4 separate regions of the Zea mays genome follow, and all the other regions are linked to region 2. A link is a contact called in public Hi-C data. All regions are on one chromosome and are shown on one strand. Each heading gives the region's core, a stretch centred on a gene start, on an enhancer-like site or on the middle of the called end of the contact. The rest is flanking DNA. Distances are from core to core; before and after follow the strand shown.

Evidence for each region. A called contact is a pair of places that touch in the nucleus more often than the background predicts.
Region 1: a Hi-C map of leaf shows a contact between it and region 2, with 5 times the contacts expected there. The contact joins the promoter of LOC100381930 here to the promoter of LOC100502224 in region 2. A contact is called at or near these places in 3 of 25 Hi-C or Micro-C datasets (all in leaf) and 1 of 3 datasets of contacts at active chromatin or transcription factors (leaf).
Region 3: a contact with region 2 is called in a Hi-C map of leaf, with 8 times the contacts expected there. The contact joins the enhancer-like site here to the promoter of LOC100502224 in region 2. A contact is called at or near these places in 2 of 25 Hi-C or Micro-C datasets (leaf and tassel).
Region 4: a Hi-C map of leaf shows a contact between it and region 2, with 5 times the contacts expected there. The contact joins the promoter of LOC100284289 here to the promoter of LOC100502224 in region 2. A contact is called at or near these places in 5 of 25 Hi-C or Micro-C datasets (ear, leaf and tassel).

What each region holds. Positions count from the first base shown.
Region 1 is chr4:219,241,125-219,246,801 of Zm-B73-REFERENCE-NAM-5.0, forward strand. It overlaps LOC100381930 (transcription factor LHW), which reads left to right and starts at 1,923. Exons shown (of 10, transcript XM_008681465.3): 1 at 1,923-2,613; 2 at 2,970-3,137; 3 at 3,227-3,308; 4 at 4,224-4,265; 5 at 4,350-4,409; 6 at 4,980-5,677. The coding sequence starts at 2,522.
Region 2 is chr4:219,689,458-219,694,901 of Zm-B73-REFERENCE-NAM-5.0, forward strand. It overlaps LOC100502224, which reads right to left and starts at 2,427. Exons shown (of 15, transcript NM_001363236.1): 1 at 2,159-2,427; 2 at 1-322. The coding sequence starts at 2,261.
Region 3 is chr4:219,962,049-219,967,471 of Zm-B73-REFERENCE-NAM-5.0, forward strand. No RefSeq gene overlaps it. Among protein-coding and RNA genes, the nearest start is that of LOC109945628, 31 kb to the left of the region's middle. Within about 2 kb of position 1,638, at least 14 of the 20 cell types and tissues checked have an H3K27ac peak or open chromatin away from gene starts, as enhancers often do. A contact at or near this core is called in leaf and tassel, where this site is marked.
Region 4 is chr4:220,020,737-220,026,149 of Zm-B73-REFERENCE-NAM-5.0, forward strand. It overlaps LOC100284289 (serine/threonine-protein kinase WNK4), which reads right to left and starts at 3,186. Exons shown (of 7, transcript NM_001398974.1): 1 at 2,932-3,186; 2 at 2,677-2,714; 3 at 2,255-2,485; 4 at 1,721-1,941; 5 at 1,463-1,620; 6 at 981-1,350; 7 at 428-884. The coding sequence starts at 3,036. The coding sequence ends at 652.

The DNA.
Region 1 (5,677 bases), core at 673-3,172, 450 kb before region 2:
ACATAGATCGATTTAAATGGAAGAAAGCTATCATTATATTGTAATTAACCTCTGGCCATATTTATTAGGTTCTAATCAAATGATCACCATGCATAGCCTCAATTACTCGCTAAATGGAGTACAACTTTGCTGGAAAAAGTCTCCAATCTAGCTAGCTAGCACAGGCGCAGCATTGGCCGTCTGAATGGCTTATCTATACACTTTATTACTTTCCCTCGCGCCCTTTATGCAAGGAAAACTATACTATACTACAGTATTTTATTTGTTAAAAATCTAAACTGTCCCCCCCCCCCCCCACCCCACCCCACCCGAGCCCCTCAAAAGCATACACGACCGCATGATTTGCACTCCAAGAAGGCCTTTTTCTGAAGGTCCATGTAACCATCATTGCTAATGCTCCACGGTATGATCAGGGTGTAGGCCAGGACGCGTACAAGTATGCAGCAACTAGCAATACTCTAGTTTTCTGCTCCTGACACATGTCATATATTCCCAATTGCGCTGCTCCTTTTCTTTTCTTCTTTATATTATCCAGGTATTTGTCTTGTTTGGAGCAATGCAACTTTTGGCAGTTGTGTACTACTACTGGTACTATAATAAAGCTTTGGTGACAGGTGGAAATTAAAATGACAAATAGCATTGCAGATAAATTAACGTGACGTTTGGTTCCCTATGGATTTAATTTTGATAAGTTCCATACCGCATAAAAACTAATACAAATCTCATTATCAGCTTAAGTTAAGCCCCCCCCCCTTTTGGCAACAATATTTTTTATGACCATGGTTTTATAAAATATTATACTTACAATTGCTATGCCAATACTGTAGTTTTTGTCATCTCCCAAATACCATGGTTTTTGAGAAACGATGTTTGGATACAGCGTTGTAAACCATGGTATTATTGTGCAAAAGCTAGCCATGCCATAAAAACTTTATGTTGGAGTGAAGTTTTTTTTCAATACTCCAAAAATATCATGATAGCTAGAATACCATGGATTTGGAAATATAGTTTCATGAATTTATTCTTATGACACAAAATATTATGGTATCACTAAAAACGACGATTTTGTCTAGAAACTATAAAGATGCTTTACTTCCAAACAGACCTAGAGATTGTGAGGGCCTGGCACAATATCGAATACAAAAATTTAGGAGTTGTTTAGGTAATTATGAGATTCTAGAATAAGGCATGAACCCTAAATCAGCAACGACGACGACAGCGATCTTGTTTTTCCGGCCGTGTTTATTCTTGTTTGTTTACTGCTACGGTGATACTGGTGCCTTGGGTTAATGTAAAGACAAAAGGATGGCAAAAAGTGAAAGTAGCTAATATGCAACCGGCGTGTGGCAACTCCAAAATCTAGGACGAATAAGTGCGCAACTGTTAATTTATGGACTCCTCATAAACAAAGGCATCTTTTGGTCTAGAAATGATTAAATTTATGGACTCTACTTAATGATTATTTGTCAAACTAGTCCATCAAGCCGTGTTCTTCTTATAGGACCAATAATTTTAAGAGACATACTTTACAAGTTTGTGAAAAAAAATCGGTACCACTACCTTTGTTCTTAAATATTTGTTGCACCTTAGTTTATTTTTAACTAAACTACGACAAATAAAAAAACGGAGAGGCAGTATAATTTAAATTGTTTAGGATATCATTTAGAAACTCTATTTTACTTTAAAACATTATGATAACTCTTTTACCTGTGAAACAAGAGACATTTTAATGTATAGCCATGTGCCCGGAGCCCGGAGACAAAAAAAAAGACTGGTCATCACAACATGGATTTGGTACAAATAAAACTATAAAGCATCATCTAAAGTAATTCTCCATTTTGCCCTTTGTGGAAGGAATGATGGCTGTCTCGGGAGCCGCGAAGGCAAGGGAAAAAAAAAAGAGGGAAAAGGAAAAGGAAGGCAAGTAAACAAAGCAGCAATGCGGACGAAAGCGAGCGAGACACACACAACACAACAGTGACGCTAGCTCTCAAGCAAATAGAGGCAGCAGAGCAGACCATAGAGAGTGGAGATCAGCCAGCAGCAGCAGCAGCAAGGCTGAGCCGCCGCCCCCACGAGTGGAGTGGAGGCAGCAGCCAGCGACAAGGCTGAATCCGGGAGGTCCGCGCGCCGCAGCCGTGGCTGCCATCGCAGGCGCCGCCGCCGCCGCCGCTTGTGAGAGGCGCTCGTCTTGTATTCACGAGGAGGGCGACGACACCCCCTCGGCAAAGGAGCTGGCCACTGGCCCCGCCCTGTGATGGCTGCTGCCCGTGCCCCGGCGGCGAGGGGACGCGTAGGTGCTCCGGAGGCGGCAGCTGCGTGGAGGGGCGGCGGTCTCCGCGCGAAGCAGGCCGGGCGCGCCAGCTGCCGCGGCGCGTAGACCGAGCGACTGGACGCCGTCTCTCTCTCTCTCTCTCTCGCAATCCGAGTCGGGGGCTCGGGGCTAGGGTTTTGGCGCTGAGGGCGCCGGGGTTCTAGCGGAGCGGCTGGAGGAAGAGGGGAGGGGGCGGGGGGCACGGAGATGGCGGTCGGGGACGCGCTGCGACGGCTGTGCGAGGAGATCGGGTGGTCCTACGCCGTCTTCTGGAAGGCCATCGGTGCTGCAGACCCCGTGTAAGCTGCCGCCTCCACTGTTTCCTCAGATTTTCTTTGGTTTTTTTGTGTTCGAGCTCGTCCTCCCGCTGAATCTTACAAAAAATCTAAGACTTCTGCCATTGTGCTCATTTTTCTTCGCTGGTATCCTGCTCGTTCTCGTAACAAAAGTTATTTTTTGGTCTTTGTGCTCATTCAACCATTCTTTTTCCAACCGTCAAGTTTTCGTTGCTAATCTGTTCTGAAAATTCGCTCGAAGTTTCGAAGATGGGAATATCTGAGCTAAAAAAGCCGAACAATTTCCTCCAAATTTCATACTCCTCATCGCCTCATGGTTATGGTTCCTCTGTCTCATTTCCCCCCCTGGAAATGCACAGGCATTTGGTGCAGGAGGACGGCTACTGTGGCCACACGTCATGTCCTGTCGGATCTGAGCCTTCCGAATCTCTGCCCAGCGACGCCGGGTGCTCTGTTCCTGCTGCTAACACCATCTGCTCGCTTGTTCACAGCGTTATGGCGTCGCAGGTCCATGTCGTCGGACAAGGGTAAGCAAAAGCAGCCGCAGCGATTTCTTGGTTTGGCCATCGTCTCTCTTGTTTAGAACGCGATGCGCCTGTGTTTTTTGTTTTGGCAGGACCGTAGGCCGTGCTGCGTTCAGTGGCAACCACCAATGGATCGTCCGCGGTACCGCCAATGGTCACGGGCTCTCCTCCGAGGTACGGCCAGTACTGCTGAGTGCTGAGTGCTTCTCCTCTTCTGAGAATTCTCCAGCGAAATAAATGCGAACCCAATTTCAGTTTTGTCTGGTTCCATTGTGCTGCTGCCACCTCATTTAAAGCACTGTGGGTATAGCCTTCTTCAGTCCTTCAACTTTTGTCAGCTAGCGAGCTGCTTTAATTCTGGTCCGCTCACACTAGACCAAAAATAGTGGCAAGTGACGCAAGCATCTGTTCTAAATATATCTCCAAATAAGCTTATCCTAAAAATATATCCAAAGATCTATCTTATTGTATTACATATAAACTATGAATATTAATATTTTCTAATACTCCCTCCATCCCAAAATAGTAGTTGTTTTAGCTCTAGATTTTTATGTCTACGTTCATATGGATGATTATTAATATAGACATATATATAGAACATACATTGATTATTGTATGAATCCGATAAAAAGGTAAAACGAATTTTAATTTGGGACGGAGGGAGTATATGGGGGTGTTTGGTTTTAGAGACTAATTTTTAGTCCCTCTAATTTATTCCACTTTAGTCACTAAATTGTGAAATATGGAAACTAAAATAGAGTTATAGTTTCCATATTTTGCAATTTATAGACTAAAGTGGAATAAAATAGAGGGACTAAAAATTAGTCCCTAGTAACCAAACACTACCTATATTTAGCTAAAGTTAAAAATGGTTGGCTCTTCAAAAAGAACATTAACTATTTTGAGATTGAGGGAGTATGAATGCGAAAAAAAATAAGAGGGTGAAGATCTTACACCATGTTTGTCTTTTGACTAAACCAAGTCGCTTTTGTAAACATCTTGATCTTTTAACTATCTTCTGTCCAATTGGGTTTTGTGTTTACGTAACCTGGTTGTCAAGATTTTACACTAAGTTTTCCAATTTTATAGGTTGCTGCGGAGATGAACAATCAGTTCAGAGTTGGCATTCAGGTGGGTTGGACTGAGAATTGGAAATGTTAAAAAGTATATAGTCACCATTTGCTTCTGGACCTCATTCTAAACTTCTTGCTGCAGACAATTGCGATCATTCCTGTGCTGCCACGGGGTGTCCTGCAGTTAGGCTCTGCTGGTTTGGTAAGGCCTCACAGTTCCAGATCATGCTACAAAAGTAGAGAATTTTTTGAAGTATTCGTCAGAGTTGTTGAACACTATCAGTTGAAATTTCTAATTTTCTATAAAAAGAACATTACTATCACACAAGGCTCTAGAAAAATAATTCTCCATCTGTGGATGGCTATGGAAGGTGGAAAAGAAAACAGTAGTGCATTGCTAAATGAGTATATGCCATTCAAAATTTTGGATATGTAAATTACAAAGCATGATGTTTCAGCCACGCTGCTCCAAATCTGAAGACCTATCTTTACCCTACTATAAATTTCAGAATGTCCATTGATTTCGTGGTAAAATGTCATCTATGCCTCCACAGTCTGGTATCCTCGTTCATGATTGAACATCTAGACACCTTGGCACATAAAAATTCCCCACTATATAGTGAATCCTTTTTTGTGCTTAGTGTTGGAAATTGTTGTGAAGAACAGAAAAGATCGTGAAATCATTGTTTAACTTCACTGTGATGGTTAGTAGTAGGGTTTTGCATGCTCTCTAAATATTTGGAAATTGAAATAATCGGTTGATTTTTGGCAGGTTATGGAAAACATAAATTTTGTGATGTTTGCAAAGAAGTTGTGTTCTCAGCTAAACAACCGTTCAAGCATGGCTGCATCTGCTTCGGCTAAAAACGCTTTAAGTCAGCATGGCCAGTCACGTCCTGATACTGCAACTGTGTCAACTAGGACACCACCAAATGCATTGCTGAATGCATCTTTGCTTAAGGTTGCACAACAGAGTGGTCACCCTGTTAGAGAGCACGTTGTCTATGCTGAGCCTGACCTTAGGTTTAGACAACAAGCATCCTTCTGCGAGAACCAATTTGGAAGTAATTTACAGAGTGTTGTTATGAACTCAAGTTTGACCTCCCCAAGCTTGGCATCAGTTAAAAAGCAGCCACTCTTGATGAACAGCATTGGGCAGTTACAGTTCAGTAATTATGTGCATTCATCGGCAGATTTGGCAAGAGATGTCATATTAAAATCCCTTGTGCGCCAGGACTCTTCTGTCTGCGAAACTACAAACATGAATATGCATCGTGGAAGATATATGGTATCCAATGATATAAATGGTTCTGGGGATTTTGATTTTCTCCCTGTAGGTGCCAAAGCAAGCAGAGCCAACTTATCAACCAGTGTGTCGAGTCAAATATTGGACCACACAACAAGAACACTGCAGCAAAAACAGTCTCTTGTCCCATTCAAAGTCACCCAATCTTCTGAATTCAATAAGAA
Region 2 (5,444 bases), core at 1,177-3,676:
AGTTCTGGTGCCTCTCTGTCGGGAGTAATATCTGAGTACCACAAGTCTAAAACAAAGTCTCGTAAAATTTTCTCAATGAAACTTTCAAAAGCAGCCTCAACAGAAGGTGAACCAACTTTCCTTCTCCATCTGGAGACTGGTGGTACAGTCGAAAGGCGATGATCATTTGCAGACAACTGTCTCTTTGAGGCTTGAGACAAATGTGTCTGCTTACGTACAGGGTGTTCCCTCCAACGGAACTCCACTTTGAAGGAGAGATATCGCAGAAATGCAAGTATAAGGATTGACATGGGCACATTTGTCCACATTGATTTACTTGTATCTATTTGAAACAAAATGATATGGATCTTAGCATGGACACAAGCGACTGGACTATATATTTAAGAAGAAATATACTGCGTATACAATAATACAAACATAAAGAAACCTCTGCGCACAAAAATAAATCAATAATAAGGGTTGAAAGATCAATAATTACTAAGTGTTCAAAGGTTGCCAACACGTTCACAGAGCAGAAAGTGAAACAGAAAAAAAGGAAGGAAAGAAGGCTATTTTGACAAGTAAAAAGATCAGGCTAGAGAAAAATATATGCATGCTTAATTTAAAATATAATAATTAATAAAATTACACATGACCAAATAGTGAAGTTAAAATGTTAATTTATCTGAAGCTACTTTTCCACTGACAACTAGCCAATTACTTCAAAAATGGTTCACAAGTGGTGGGACTATAGGCAATTATTTTTCTGCAAGCTAACTCATTAATACGTAAACAATAGACAAGCAAAATCCACTTCACGTCTCTCACTGGATCATCTTTGCCTTCATTTGTTGATATCATGAAGGCTCAAGACATCATTGCAGTGTCATGACTGAACTCTGAGCCAAGTTGAGTAAAAGACAGAGAAGACTCACTATATGATTCAGAAGGACACAAACTAGCTGCTATTTGCATTTGTGTTCAACCATTAGTTGCAAAAGGGACTCTAGCTGAATTGGTTAGGTGCTCTGAGTAGTGCTCCTCATGTGTGAGAAAGTCTTCTTATTTTCTTAATACAATACCCAGGGGCTGTCTTACCCCTTGTAGGTGGAGTTTTTTTTTTTTGGTTCAACCATTAATTCGAAACCACAACTTGCCAACAACAACTAGATAGATGCCCCACATATCCACCACATCGTTTGAGTGGTTACTAAAGCTAAGCTAAAATTCTCTGAAGCATCGTAACATAAAACTTTTGCATGCATTCATAACACATTCTGTAGCTTGAAGAGCAATTCCCTAGACCTCACACTATAGGTAAATAACATAGAAATGTGTGACACAAACTCATCTTCAACCCCCGAGTCCGGGAAAATTTCAAAATGTGGCACCTGGGTGATTATGGCTTGGAAATTTACATACAAACTGTACCTCACCTCAGAGTAGAATGAACATCACTATCTTTTCAAGTTTATCCAATCGCTAATGCCAATACCTCTGCTTCATACTCGGCACGTTTTAATAACCACCAAAACATCTATCGTTTGCATCGGACCATCCAGAAGCACTCTAGCCACAATGAAATCTCACAAAGAGAGTCTAAGGAAACCCTAGATTAACACTTCCCATCTCCAGCAGTTTCATAAACAATGCATGCAGAAGTTTCTAAAATGAAATTAAGGATCCTAAACTTCGGATTTTCAGGATCTCAAGCAAATCCAGCAAGCCTTCTTAGTAACTGTAACCGAAAAGCAGCAGCAGTAGTAGTATTAACTAAATAGAATGCAGGCAGAAAAGCAGTAGCCAACTTTCAAAAAAATGCCACGTAACAGGCATTACAGGTCACTACAGAATAGATTCAGGAGCTATCAGATGGTGTGACTACAAGCGCTAGCTTCCCGGTCAACAAAAGGTCTCTAGTTTGTAACGCATGAGCCATCAAATCACATCGCAATCCCAGCATTTACAGAAGCAAGCTACACAAATTTTCTCGCACCTATGCTGTGTCCATCAGATAGACACGAAATGGCAAGGTTGTAGTCGCTAACGAACCAATCGTATCCCTCGTCTGGGCGATGCTGCGGAACATTTGTGTTGTATGTGTGGGTGGGGGTGGCAAAACCAATTCGGTCGCAAATGAGGCACGGAAGCAGAGAGGGACAGAGGGGGACGTGCTCACGCGTGAGGAAGTAGGAGACGGCGAAGATGCAGAGCGCCCACCAGACGGTGCGCAGCTTTGCCTCCTCGATCAGATCGTCGACGCTCTCCATCCTCTTCCGCATCTCGGCCTGCGCGCGCGCCACGGCGCGGCCCGGCCCGTGGGAGGCGGCGAGGGATCCGGTGGGACCGATTAACGGATGCGGAATCCCCGTAACGAGCTCCGCCTTCGCCGGAGAAGAAGGCCGTGCCGGGCGGTGCCGGCGGCGACTCGCCTCCACGGCGATTTTTATTTCTGGGTTATTTTGTCTTTTTTTGGAGTTTTCTTAGGATTTGTAGAAACGTGCCCGGGGTCTCGAACCAGCCTGTGTGCTCTGTTGTGAGGCCCACCTAGCGAATGCGTGTAGCCGAATGCCATGTGGGTCCATATAGCCACGCTCCACGCTGACGAGTGGGGCATTTATGCGATGGTTCCACACTTCCACCGTTCCACTGGGAGAAATTTGGATTCCTGTCGTAATTTAGAATTCGCTCAAATATCATTATAAAAACATGTTTCGTATAGAGACCAGTAATTTAGAATTCGCTCAAATATCATTATAAAAACATGTTTCGTATAGAGACCATTATCAATCGTATGGTTACAGATAAAATATTGTTTAGAGAGTTATTTGAAACTTCACCTTATTTTACTAAACTGATCAGATGCTTGTGCCCCTGGCCATAATGGTCATAATGGTCGTCGCTCAACTCATTTTAGTGCAGGCTGCCACTCCCAACTTGCCCCTCTCTCTTCTCATTCTCACCTCGCTTCTCTGCTGGACTAGGGATGGCAATGGAGAATTCGCCGCTGGGGAATAGCTTCCCATCCCCATCCCCGTGATAAAAAAAAAATCATAGGGATCCCCACGAACGCTTGCGAGGAATATTTCTTCTTCATCCTCGTTCCTTGCGAGGATAAATCCCCCACGGGGATCTCCATCCCCATATAAATTATAATTAGGAAATACGTTCTTTGTTATTAATGTAAAATATTGTCACTTATACAAATTGTCAGATATAAGAAATCATTATTCATACATCAAAATGAACACATTTATACAATTAGTGGTCTTTTGACAAAGAAATTATTTATTTTTATCGTTAACTAGTACACGAAAAAACCATCACATGCAAGTTTAACGGGTCCCAGCGGAAAATGGGGATGGGGAATGCTTCCCCGTCCCATCCCCGTTTAGCTGTCGGGTATGAATATTCCCCATTTATATCCCCACGGGGAAGTTTCTTCCCCGTTCCCATCCCCTAATGGAGTAATTCCCCATGTGGGATCGGAGATCGGGTCCCCATTACCATCTCTAGCTTGGACTGAGAGGCGGCGCCTGATATCCCTGTGGTGGCGGTGCCCGGCTCCCAGCGGCCTCCACTGGCGGCGCCTGGATCTCGACTTGCACCGGCGACGGGCCAGCTCACCTCGGCATTCCACCGGCGGCGCCCAGTTTGAGACTCCCAGTTCCATTGATACGCACAGCCACGCCCAGTTCTCTACAGCGTGTCTAAGTTGTCTTGTACAGTAGGATTAATTCAGCAAATCGCACAGCTAGACTGCCAATTTGTTCTTGCCCTTTGATTAATTCAGCAAATTGCACGACACCCTATAACCCTAAGTTCTCTTGTACAGTAGGAGGAAGTGGGTAGATGGAATACAACTGGAATGATATTATGTACGTGTATCGTTCTACATTTACTAACTTTTCTACAAATCATGTTGAGTAATATTGACAATAGCAGTAGTGTAATTCATTTTTATGTTTTATTTCCAGCCTTGACGATGAGCCCTCGCATGGTAGTACATCGTAGTGTCACACCCGGTTTTAGAAGGTAAACCGAATGCGAACCATGTACGTGCCAGGATCAGCAATTCATGTACACAGCAGTTACATAACTGGACATCATCACACAGTGCTAAAATCATAACATAAAAGGGTAATTATAGTTGATTACATCATATGTCTAAGATATCCACATAGTCTTTACAATAATCAAAGTGCGGAAAAGAAACGTAGATACACGCGGCCTTCACAGGCAGCCAACTGGGGGTTGCCGCTAACCCACGCCTAGAACTCGTCGTAATCTTGGAACTCCTGGAAGTCTCCTTCCACGGCTTCATCTTCTCCTGAGCAGTGGTTGCAATGTGGACAACCTGGGGAAGGGGGTTTGGTGTATAGAGCAAGGGTGAGTACACATCAACATACTCAGCAAATATCATGTTTGGCTGTAGTGGACTAGCTTTATGTGGGGATAAGTCAAGCAGTTGCTTTTAGTTGGTCAGATTATTATTACTAGTAGAGAAAGCCAAGTTTTAGAATTAACCCACGTTATTAACCCAAACGTACCCTTTCCAAACGGAAAGAGTACCACTTACCATTACCATAGTTAATGCCACACCATCATTCTCATTGCCACCTGTAATCCGAACATCTCTGACCAAGTATCACTAATCAATGGAGCTCCCTTGGTCGTTCATAACCGTGAGAACGGCTGATATATCAGTTTTCAAACACTCTGCAGAGGTTGCGCACTTTACCCACAAGCTGTGATTCCCTTTCTGCCTGGAGATCATGACTCTCCATTGATCACTACCAAGGTGACCCAGCAGGGTATCACTACGTAGCATTTACAAAGATTCTCCGGGGTTGTAGCCGCCCGTTAGGTTTCCTAAATGCACCGCACTCCTCCCCAAGGGGCGAACCAAACTTGACGGAGCAAGCCGCATACACCGAGCCCCATTAACGGCATGACGGCTAAGCGAACTACACCCCGGGTCCTCTAATTATTCAGCTAAGGGCGTCCCACTCCACCCTCATGGTTGCACTGTTTTCCCGGGCGGTCATCCAACGAACAGGTCCTTACGGAGAGGCACTCGAGAAACCGCTCGAGCCCCCTTAAATGCCACAAGTATAACATCATAATAAAGGAGGGAAACAACGTATCATTGATAGATCTCATCATGTTCATTGATTAATGTTAAGCACTAGCATAAAGCTAAACCATAATAATCCAACCCAAATAGGTAAACAAGGACATGGATAACAAAAGCTAGTCAATCCTTAGGTATAACTGTGTAAATGCGGGAAGTGAATTATAGAATTGTATAGGACAAAGATAGGTCAAGGGACACTTGCCTCCACCAACCAGCTGCTGCTCAGGGGCTTCTCCTGCGAGTTCTTTGGACTCCTCAACCGGACCGTTCTCTATGCGAGCGCAAACATACATCCATCCATTTGAATTAGGAAGTAAACAGTACACCA
Region 3 (5,423 bases), core at 388-2,887, 270 kb after region 2:
TAGGTCGAATATGATCCTACCGTTGTTTAGTGGCCATGTCTTGATTGGTATGATTTGTTATTTACGCCCTGTTTGGATCATTAGAATTAAATTTCATCCTAATAATAGTAATTTAGACATATATCAATTAAGCTAATTCGGTTTTATGAAAAATATATTTGTATAGTATTATTAGCAAGATATTGGAGATATTTATGTGCTATATTTTTACTATAGAGAAGTGAGACGAAAAGTGTCAGGTAAGTTACAGAGTAGAACAAATTCTACTAATACATAAAATCATTTTCAATCCCCCATCCCATGAATTTGAGATAGGCTTAAATCTGAACTTCAGAAAGTAGTGGAATGTAAAATTCTAAACTAAATAAGTTATTTTATTGAGTGAATTTAAATTCATCTAAAATGAAGGGATCCAAACGTCATGTTAGGTTTTTTTTAATAGTGATACTTTGGATCCATGATTAGATCTAGAGCTAGAATCATTTTGTTAGCCAATCTGTTTAGTTTGATTTCGGAAGGGGTTAAGTTCACATCAATAATGGGTTGACAATTATAAATATCTGTCAGTACTTTCTTTCAGTGTGGTGATCACAATGATTAGAGTACAAATCGGTGCATTGTTTCCATAATAAATTGTAGAAGTGAAAATAGGGGAGAGCTTTATCGTGACCAATCCTTTTTTTTATTTCGCTTATGCTTTTTTACAGCAGCAGCCGCAGGTGCGACACGGATCGATCAACGTACACAGAGCCACATGCTTAGTTAATTATGATAGGGCCGGGACTAAGTATGTGCGAGTAGCGCGTTTGTACAGGATCTCCAAAAATTAAAGGACCTAAAAGTTAGCAGATTTATTCTAGTTTTATAATTTTGTATAACACATGTTAATATGTAGTATCTATTTTTCTCCCGACCCTGCCGATGCGTCGAAGCGAAACTGTCGAGGGTTGAACCAAAAAATGAATCTTCATAGGATCCTAATACGTCTGCTCACGACAACGAAGTTTCTTTAAAGTAAAGCTACTAAATTCATATTTGTATTCTACTAGGACACAATAAAGACTATTATTTAGCCATAATAGCACTCGAGAGTGAAGGCTTAGGAAGATCGAATATAATCATATTGTAGAAATTTTTTTAAACCATACCAAAAGAACGATGTTATTCAAATAAAATAGATATGTTTTTTATGTGCTATTACAATATATATTATTATAAGTTGTAGATTGTTGGACAGCGTTCAGCACTACACTCGTATGGTCGTCTAAAATACTCTGTAGACTATACTATTCGTAAAGTGAAATTTGCATATAGGTATGTTCCTGGATAGATAGCCTTATTAATTATTTTTAATAAAAATATAGATACTATTAGTTTTGGCACAGTGCCTCAAATTTATTCGAACGGGCCCTGCTATGAAAAAAAAAACTGTCCATTCTTCGCTTTTGCATACCAATGGATCATCGGATGCATATCACAGATCGCACTAGTGAACCAACCATGTCGAACTTTTCGCCCCCCAATCACGTGGAAATCGAGAAAGCAACGTGAATGATTGTCCCCTGTTCTTATCAACAGCCGACAAGGACAGTCGGACATGTCACAGCAGTGTCACTCTCATGACATTGCCCTTACTGTATTGATTGATGGCGTGTGCCACAGTTGGGCAATTTTTTCCTTAGATCTTTGACAGTAGAATAGTAGATACGTACGGTTCAGACTTCAGAAGCACCAGGAACGTGCAAGTCGAGAAAGCGACTCATGTCCCTGGATTAGAGATGGTAATTAGTACCCTAAACTACTCGATAGATATTTACTATATATTAAGATGGGTATATAAGCTAAATGTTCTACCACTAAATTTTTTATTAGGCAAAACCTTCACCTAATGATTAAACAAGCATTAGAACGTTCCACCCTCACCCATACTTGTTAACTTGTGGATATAAAATACCCGATATAAACTTAGCCCAAAAGCATGAACTTTGGCTTTAGTTATCCATCTTTTTTCACTATTTAACAACCTTTGGAACGATAATATCATATAAGGCTTAACAATTATTTAATGACCATGTAATAAAACATATAATGTGTTACATAGTTTATTCTAGTGTTGCTACTTTATTCAATTATCTATGATATTCTTGAATAGATGATTGAATGATGCTAGAAATTTTATAATCATATTTAGATGGATATACTTGACATTTGTATAATGTAGATGTTTAATCTTTGTGGGTACGGGTGACCCGAGGGGTGACTCATAACCACATGAGTATAGGTATAGATGTCAATCCATACATACAAGAAGATATAAGTGACCCGACGGAGCTATTTTTCGTCGTTGGTATGAGTATGAGATAGTAATATCTGACGGGTATTTACTCAATGCTATCTCTACTCTGGATTGGATTGCATTGGACGCGACAAATGCTAATCGATTATTTTTAATGACTAGAGCACTATATATATAGTGAGTTATTTTTGAAAAACGAGTGAGAGGCACGAGATTTAATTGGTCACAAATTAGATGTTTTGAATAACTTATTGCCACATATTTCTAATGTTGTGCTAGAATAAAGAGAGGATGAAGTTCGCTAGACTTTATATCCGAATGGATAGTGCTCAGTGAAATCTCACTATTTGGCCTTGATCTGTAGTGACGTATCTAATATAATAAATAAGAAAATAAGGAAAATGAGAACACCCCTAAAGATTAAGATGTTTCTATGGTACTTAATTAAAAGTGTTATTTTAACTAAAGACAATCTAGCTAACCGAAATTGGCAAGGCAGTAAACAATATTGTTTTTGTCACAAAATCGAGACAATTAATCATTTATGTTGGGGGTCTTCTTCTCCACCGAAGATCATCAAGAGAAAGGTATCGCTGACAAAGTGATGTTGAGGATCCTCTCTGCCGAAGGTCCTCAAGACGAAGATACTATCTGAGAACCATAATGACGAATATCGAAGCTTCTAACCGAAGGACGACAACTTTGGCTTAAGATGATGACGAAGGTCAAGCATGGTGCTGAACCGAAAAGAAAAAGACCAGTTAATCCCTGATGATTTATGTTACGGTTATGCATACAAATTAAGGTCATAAATGTATTTTCACCCGAGCTGCGTCCCGTGCCTATTAATAGGTGAACAGTACCTTCGTACTGTTCACGCTGGATTGAATTGCTCTCGCGTCAACACCTTCGAGCAAGCCGAAGGTATTAATGTGATATAAATTTTGTTAATGTTCATGGGTATATTACAAAATACATATATGTATGAATGATTAGATTACATATATCATATAGATATGGACTATTATTTTCTTAAATCACGAAGGCATGTCCTTCGTGACCTTCGTCTGAAGATCATTATAACCAGGACGAGATAATGATTCGGAGGACAAAGGTCCTTAATCTTTAACAATCGTGTTGCCCTGTTCTTTATTCACAGCATTTGAGAACAAGTGAATAACATTGGCGCCCACCTCTAGTGAACTCACTTCCACGACCACGACAATGGCTTCGCAAGGTGACCAAGTTGTGACGACACCTTTGGCTACGAAGCTGGTGCTTCCAATCATAGGCGGCTCAAGCTCTGAACCAGCCAATAAGAAACAAAAGAAGGAAGCGCAAAGAAGGGTACAACATGTTTGAGTGCAAGGACCCTTCATAAAATCCAAGTGGTCTCATGTACCAATCACATTCTCACAGGAAGACCTTCAGCTCAAGGACTACCCACATAATGATGCAATGGTCATATCTAGCATTATCAAAGGGTTTCAAGTTCACAATGTCCTTGTAGACATAGGCAGTGCAACAGATATCATCTTCACAAAAGCCGTCAGGCAGATGCAGGAGCAGGATGACAAGATACATGATGCAACACACCCCTTGTGTGGTTTCAGAGGGAGGCAGATAGTGGCACTTGGAAAGATAACAATGCCAATCACCTTCGGTTATGTTCATAACACAAGAACAGAACAAGTTGTATTTGACATTTACAATATGGACTATCCTTACAATGCAATGATTGGTCGAGGGACGCTGAATGCCTTCGAAGCAATACTCCATCCAGCATATCTGTGCATGAAGATACCTTCTGACCAAGGTCCTATCGCTGTGCATGGAAGTCAAGAGGCTGCCAGAAAAGCCGAAGGGAACTGCACAGATTCAAAGGCCATCCATGACATAGATGAAGCCGAAGCTCATCAACATTATAAACATAAAAGAGACAAGGTTGTTTCAGTAGATCAACCAAAGCCTATGCTTCTGTGCGAAGACATAGCTAAGCAGAAGGTGTTGTTGGGGTCCCAATTGTCCGATGAACAAGAGAAAACTATGTTAAAGTTCCTGTTCAACAACAAGGATATTTTTGCTTGGTCAGCTAATGGTCTTTGTGGTGTCAACAGAGATGTCATTAAACACTCACTTAATGTAGATCCAGCTATTAGACCAAGGAAGCAGAAGCTTCAGAAGATGTCCAATGACAAAGTCGAAGGTGCAAGAAATGAAGTCAAAAGACTCATGAGTGCCAAAGTAATTAGAGAGGTGACATTTCCAGAGTGGCTAGTCAATACTGTGATGGTGAAAAAGGCCAATGGAAAGTGGAGGATGTGTATTGATTTTACAGATCTCAACAAGGCATGCCCGAAGGATGAGTTTCGCTTGCCAAGAACAGACTCCCTTATGGACACAGCAGCCACTTTGGAGCTTATGAGTTTATTGGACTCCTATTCATGTTATCATCAAATCTAGATGAAGAAGAAAGATGAGCCTAAAACAAGCTTCATAACCCCTAGTGGGACTTACTGCTACCTTCGGATGCCCAAGGGGCTCAAGAATACCGAAGGAATCTTCAGCAGAATGACTTCCAAAGTCCTCAGCTCTCAGATTGATAGGAATGTCCTGACATATGTCGATGATATCATAGTAAAAAGCATGAAGCAAGAAAACCACATTGCCGACCTGTAAGGAACATTTGCCAATTTCAGGAAGGCTGGTCTCAAACTCAATCTAGAGAAATGTGTCTTCGGGGTGAAGAAGGGGGAATTTCTTGGGTGCCTTGTATCAACAAAAGGAATTGAAGCAAATCCAAGCAAGATAGAATCTATACTTCAGATGGAGCCACCAAAGACAAGAAAAGGTACTCAGAGATTAACAGGAAGGCTGGCATCTCTAAACAGATTCATCTCAAGATCAGTAGAGAGGAATTTGTCATTCTTCGAAGTGCTAAAATCAGCCGAAGTCTTTCAATGGGGACCAATTCAACAAAAGGCTTTCGAAGAGCTGAAGCAATATCTGATACAATTGACAACGTTGACACCACCTTCGTCAGGAGCTCCATTGCTATTGTATGTAGCTGCTTCCCACGCTACAGTCAGTGCAGCGCTAGTGTAGGAGAGACAAAATGGTCAAGCGA
Region 4 (5,413 bases), core at 1,936-4,435, 330 kb after region 2:
AGCATCGTACTATTCACGCTGGATTATAATTGCTCTCTCGCGTCTTCACCTTCGAGCAAGCCGAATGTATTATTGTAATACGAATTATATTGACATTCATATATGCCTTATGGAATGTAAATATCAATGAATCAATAACTTGTATCTTTTATATCGATATCTGTATATATTAACCTATTAATGAGTAATGATATGATGAATGCATGTTTTCATGACCTTCGTCCGATGAACATTGGATCCAAGAAAAAACAATGCTTCGGAGGATGAATGTCCTTTATCCTTAACAATTGTCTTGTTTTTTATCCATAGCATTTGGTAACAAGTGAACAACAGACTTCTTGTAAAGCTAAGCTGCAAATCATGAAGTTGAGCAGTACCAAATAGACACATGGTAAGGCTTTTAAAAAAAACTGAAAAAAAGCAAGGATGGCTGTTACAGCATTCTTAATTTCTCTTATCTCTGAACCTCTTTCTAACAATACGAACCAAAAAAAATACGAAACATACCACTATTCTAATTAGGAATCATGCCCAAACTTTAACCAGCATCAGATAAAAGAAGATGTGCTTAGTCAGCAAGGCCTGGCGTTGCATTCGGGCATGATATATTTACATAAGGTGCAGAATAATGCATCAGCTACAAACATTGATTCAGATGCTTTTTCCATTCACGGATGCAGTGTTTTGCACTGCCTGAATCATCTGACCGACCTGAACACACGGCCTCCAACCACGAACAGTTTTGAGCAGGAACGCATCTACCAGCTTTGCCACAATAGGCATGCTCCAAGAAGGTAGTTCAAGCTCTTGCACCATCTCTGTAGCCACCAAAAGACTTGTATCATTCTCCAGGTCAAACGCGAACTCAATGTTCTTACATTTACCTGTACAAGACCAAAAGAATAAAAACGCAGCATCAGTGAATGGTACAAATCGAGATTTGTACAAACCAAAGATGATATTTTGATGCTTGCAGTTACCATTGGGGACAGGAATCCTTAGTAATAAATTAACAGGGTTGCTACCACTCATATCTCCTTCTAGTACGAATCCACCCCTTCGAAGCACTAGGCTGAAAGATCCCTTCCCATTATCAACGGTTCCATTTGGTAGCAAAGATATAAAAATTGGTGTGGCTTCAAGATCCAGATCCAAATTTGGCGGGAATGCTATAGGTTCTTGCACAGGATTAGAGGTTTTATCATTGATGATGATGTCATCTATCATGAGAAAAGGGCTCTTCAAGAGCTCACTTGCTGGCAATCTATCAGCAGCTGAAGCTAGGCAGCTCTCTATGAAACTCCTTACTTCTGCATCTTTGACCTTGGAGAGAGCAACTGGTTTTACACCCTGCAGTTATACCATTATTGCACCATTCATATAAAACAAAAAGGAACAATCTGGTTATTTTTTAGCGAACTCTTGAAGTAGACAAGTACTATCTAGGTGACAGGTCACTTACTTCAGATATCTTCTTGTATATCTGAACAAAGCCCTGACATTCACTGTAAGGGCACTCACCAGTCACCATCTCAAGCATGCACATGCCGAAAGAGTATATATCCACCAACTCGTTGTAGTTTTCACCAAACAGCTCTGGTGCCATGAACTCTAAGGTGCCTGTGTTTCAGGTTACATGTTACCGATAACCATATCAAGCTCACCACAGATCTCCTATGCTTCAGAAATATGTGGCAGCGTAGCCTGTAGAAAACCGTACCTTGTATACTCTGTGTTTTCCTCTGCTGCATCACCATTGCCAAACCGAAGTCTCCAATCTTAACTTTCCCATGGTTCCCATTGATGAAAATGTTGTCACACTTCAAGTCCCTGTGTATGATTGGTGGCTTCTGACTATGCAGATAGGCTAGCCCTGTCAGTATTTGTTTGGCCCATCGCCTCATTGCCTTCATGTCAACTTTCTTGTGCTTCGTACGGTACCTAACCACACCATAACATAGATCATGAAAGGGGATGGTGAAGCTAGCTACTTCTGTACAGCTGCTGTCCTTCTGAATGGAAAGGAAAAAAGAACCAACTTTGTATTTATTTTTGTCCCCTGAGAAGTGAAAACTAAAACTACCATTAGATTTTAAATTTGAAAAAAGAAAGAGTTGTTCAGATTTTGTTTGCCATTAGTAAATAACTGAACATTTACCTTGCCACAAAATAAGGTACTAGGCACAAATAATAAAAACAATCACACTCCATCGTAGCAGCACATATAGGGAGGGGTTATGTTATATTTACATACTCTCTCAAGTTGCCGGACGTGAAAAGCTCAGTGATTATATTGACCGCCCTCTTCTTGTTGTCGACCCATGAGGCGTAGAGCTTGAGAATGTGCTTGTGATGGAGCGACCGCAGCAGCTGGATCTCCGTCTTGAGCCGCTGGAGCTCCTTGGGGGATCCCATGGTCCGGCCGGTTATCTCCACTTTAGCCCATGCCACCTCGATGCCTTCGACCACGTCGAAACCTTTGTAGCTGCCAACCAAATCGATCACGTGAATCAACAAACACAAGCAAGAAGTTTTCACGTCATATTTTTAAAAAAACAAAAATAATCTGGTATTCAAGGTTGAATCTTTATGATTTCTCGAAAACTCAGCCTGAAATCCAGGAAACTAGTAATACTAATTACTGCATAAACTGCTGAGGAGAGGGAAGGGAGGTACACTGTCTTGAAGGCCCCTGATCCCACGACCTCCTTGTACTGCAATGCACGCACGAAACCGCTGAGATCAGGGAAAGATCTATAGTTTTCAGAATCAGACGAATAAACGCAGAAGCTCAGAATACAATCAAGATTCAACATTCAGGAAACTGAAAGCCCCCAGCGCCAACCCACCCGGCAACCCGACGAGACTTATCAACATGGCGGCATTAGCAGCAGAAGCGAAGGGACGGCGGTTGGGCGGCGCAGCACATACCCTGAAGTAGCGGCCAGTGGGGTCGACCTCGTCGACGTCGGGGTCGTCCACATCGTCGGGCGGCTCCGCCTGCTCGCCGCCGGACACATCCGGATCCGAAGCCATCGCGCCGGCGCGCTGCTCTGCCCGCGAGATCAGAAGTCGAGCCGGCGATGAATCGACGAGCCCTAGCAGGCTAAGGCGCTAACGCAGCGCGAAAGGCGGCGTGCGAACGCGAGTCTGGAGTTCCGGACTTTGAACTACCCTTGTGAGTTGTGACTCAAAATACAGTAAATACTCGTTCCAAGTTCCACGGGCACAGCGCCGCGGGTAGTTAGAACTTAGGAACGGGATCACGTGAGGCTGCATGTGGGCCCGGAGACATGGCGAGAATTACACCTGAGGATGGGCTATCGAATCGCACGAGGGCTGGAAACGAGTTGGTCTTGGCTCGAGTCGGCGTGGCTAGGTGACTTAGGGCCTGTTCGTTTCTGTTGGAAGGATTAATTCCAAATCTCCAAAACTTATAGTAGTTATTAAAGAAATCCAAGTCAGATTTATTCCACCTTCATTCCATGCGAAACAAACAGACCCTTAATAAATTTGGCTCGTCTATTCAATGACCTTTAGAACGAAGTTCGGCTCATGAGCTATACTTTGATAAATAATACTCTATTTATCTTAAAATATAATTCGTTTAAACTAATCATATATTCGTTAAATAACATATAAATGTAGGTTACATGTGTGTCTATATTTATTCTTATTTGATTGAATATGGACAGAAAAAAATGAACTAGAAAGAATTATATTTTGGACGGAGGGAGTATTACATATATAGTGACTTAATAGTATATAAATGTGAAAAATATAATTATCATTCATTATTATGAATAATCTAGATTATAAATTGTTATATTTTCATCATCAAAGGCTAATGAATGAGTTAGATATCTCTAATTTTTTTAATATTCAATACGTTGATTAATTTGGCATAGTTCGCGAGCCAACTCGTCTTGGCTCACTGGACTAACGAGCTTGAAAACCTGCATCGTCTCGCTTGAGGCTCGCGAGCCGCCTCAAGCCAAACTGAGCCAAGTCGGCCCAAGCTCGAGTTGGCTCGCCAGCCTCGAGCTTTTTTCCAGCCCTAATCCCACCAATACGGTGTACGCGGGCCATATTTTTTGATCCACAATAATCTATAAGTCGAATATAGGCCATAATTTTTATCTAAAATCTGACCCAAAATCAAAAAACTCGATCTAACCAAAAAATTTAACGCGTTTAGGCAGACACATGTCGACCCGACTCGACACAAGGCACGAGTCAAACACATGTCATGCCAAACAACTCACGATCTGGGAATTGATCATAGACCGTAGCTGTAACACCCCTGGTGTTACGAGAACTAAAACTTTGGCATGACATCATATGCATTAGTATTACATTATGTATGATACACCTAGGATGCATCCACTAGGCTATTTCAAAACCAACATGTGATGTGATGCTTGTGTGATGATCTGACTTGGTAAAAGGGATTCTTGACCCTAGGTTAGAATATCTCTCGTTAAGAATTAGAAACATGTGGCCTTGTAAGATGAGTACTAAAGGATGATCTTGACAAGTTGGTAGAAATGCTCAAGAAATATTATCTTGGAGAGCTTAAGTGCTACATGTATCCTAGAACACTCAAAACCCTAATCTGGAACCCTAAATAGTGCCCTATAGGGTGATTTCAGGTTCTATGCACTTTTAGTCAAAAGTGTATAAATCAAGATGATAGGGTAACAAAAGTTAAGCAACTTTCATGTTTGGGGATTTCCATATTTTGTGGTGAAACTTGGAGTAAATTGCAAAAAAGATCCATGAGCATCCTTGTTTTTTTTAAACTCTGAAAACAGTGTCAACAAGCCAACTTTAAGCCTCTGTATCTCTTGATCTATGAGGAGTTTGTTATGAGTCACCATAACAAAGATGTAGAGCTACTATAGTAGTACAAATTTGTGTAAGGAACCTAGCCCTAAAATTGTTTGGAGCTTAGTGTAAAACGTCTCCCAACTTGTGTTGTCATACTAGGGTAACACTGAAACTGAGAAACCAGTGACATTTCTCCAAGTTGGGAGCTAATTCGTGCCTGATTCATGGGGTTAAAGACTATGATCATTATAGCAAAGTTGTAGGTCTTGCATTGGAGATCAAATTCTTTATACCGAGTTGGACCTAGTGTTGTACAGAAATTAGAGTAAAACACCCCCAAAGTCGGGCTGTCAGGCGATTTCAAAATGGCATTCAGTATGTACAGTAAACTAAAAAGATCTCGGATTCATAGAACCTGCTGCCAGTGATCCCCGCGTCGCGATCCACGCTGGTGTTACGATTCATGCCCGATGGTGCGTGGATAACTACTAGAAGTAAAAAGATCGGAAGGGAGGTGGATATGGTCTCTAGCGTGAACTCATCGGCCGCACTCATTTGCTCTACGACGTGGCCGAGTGGCCGA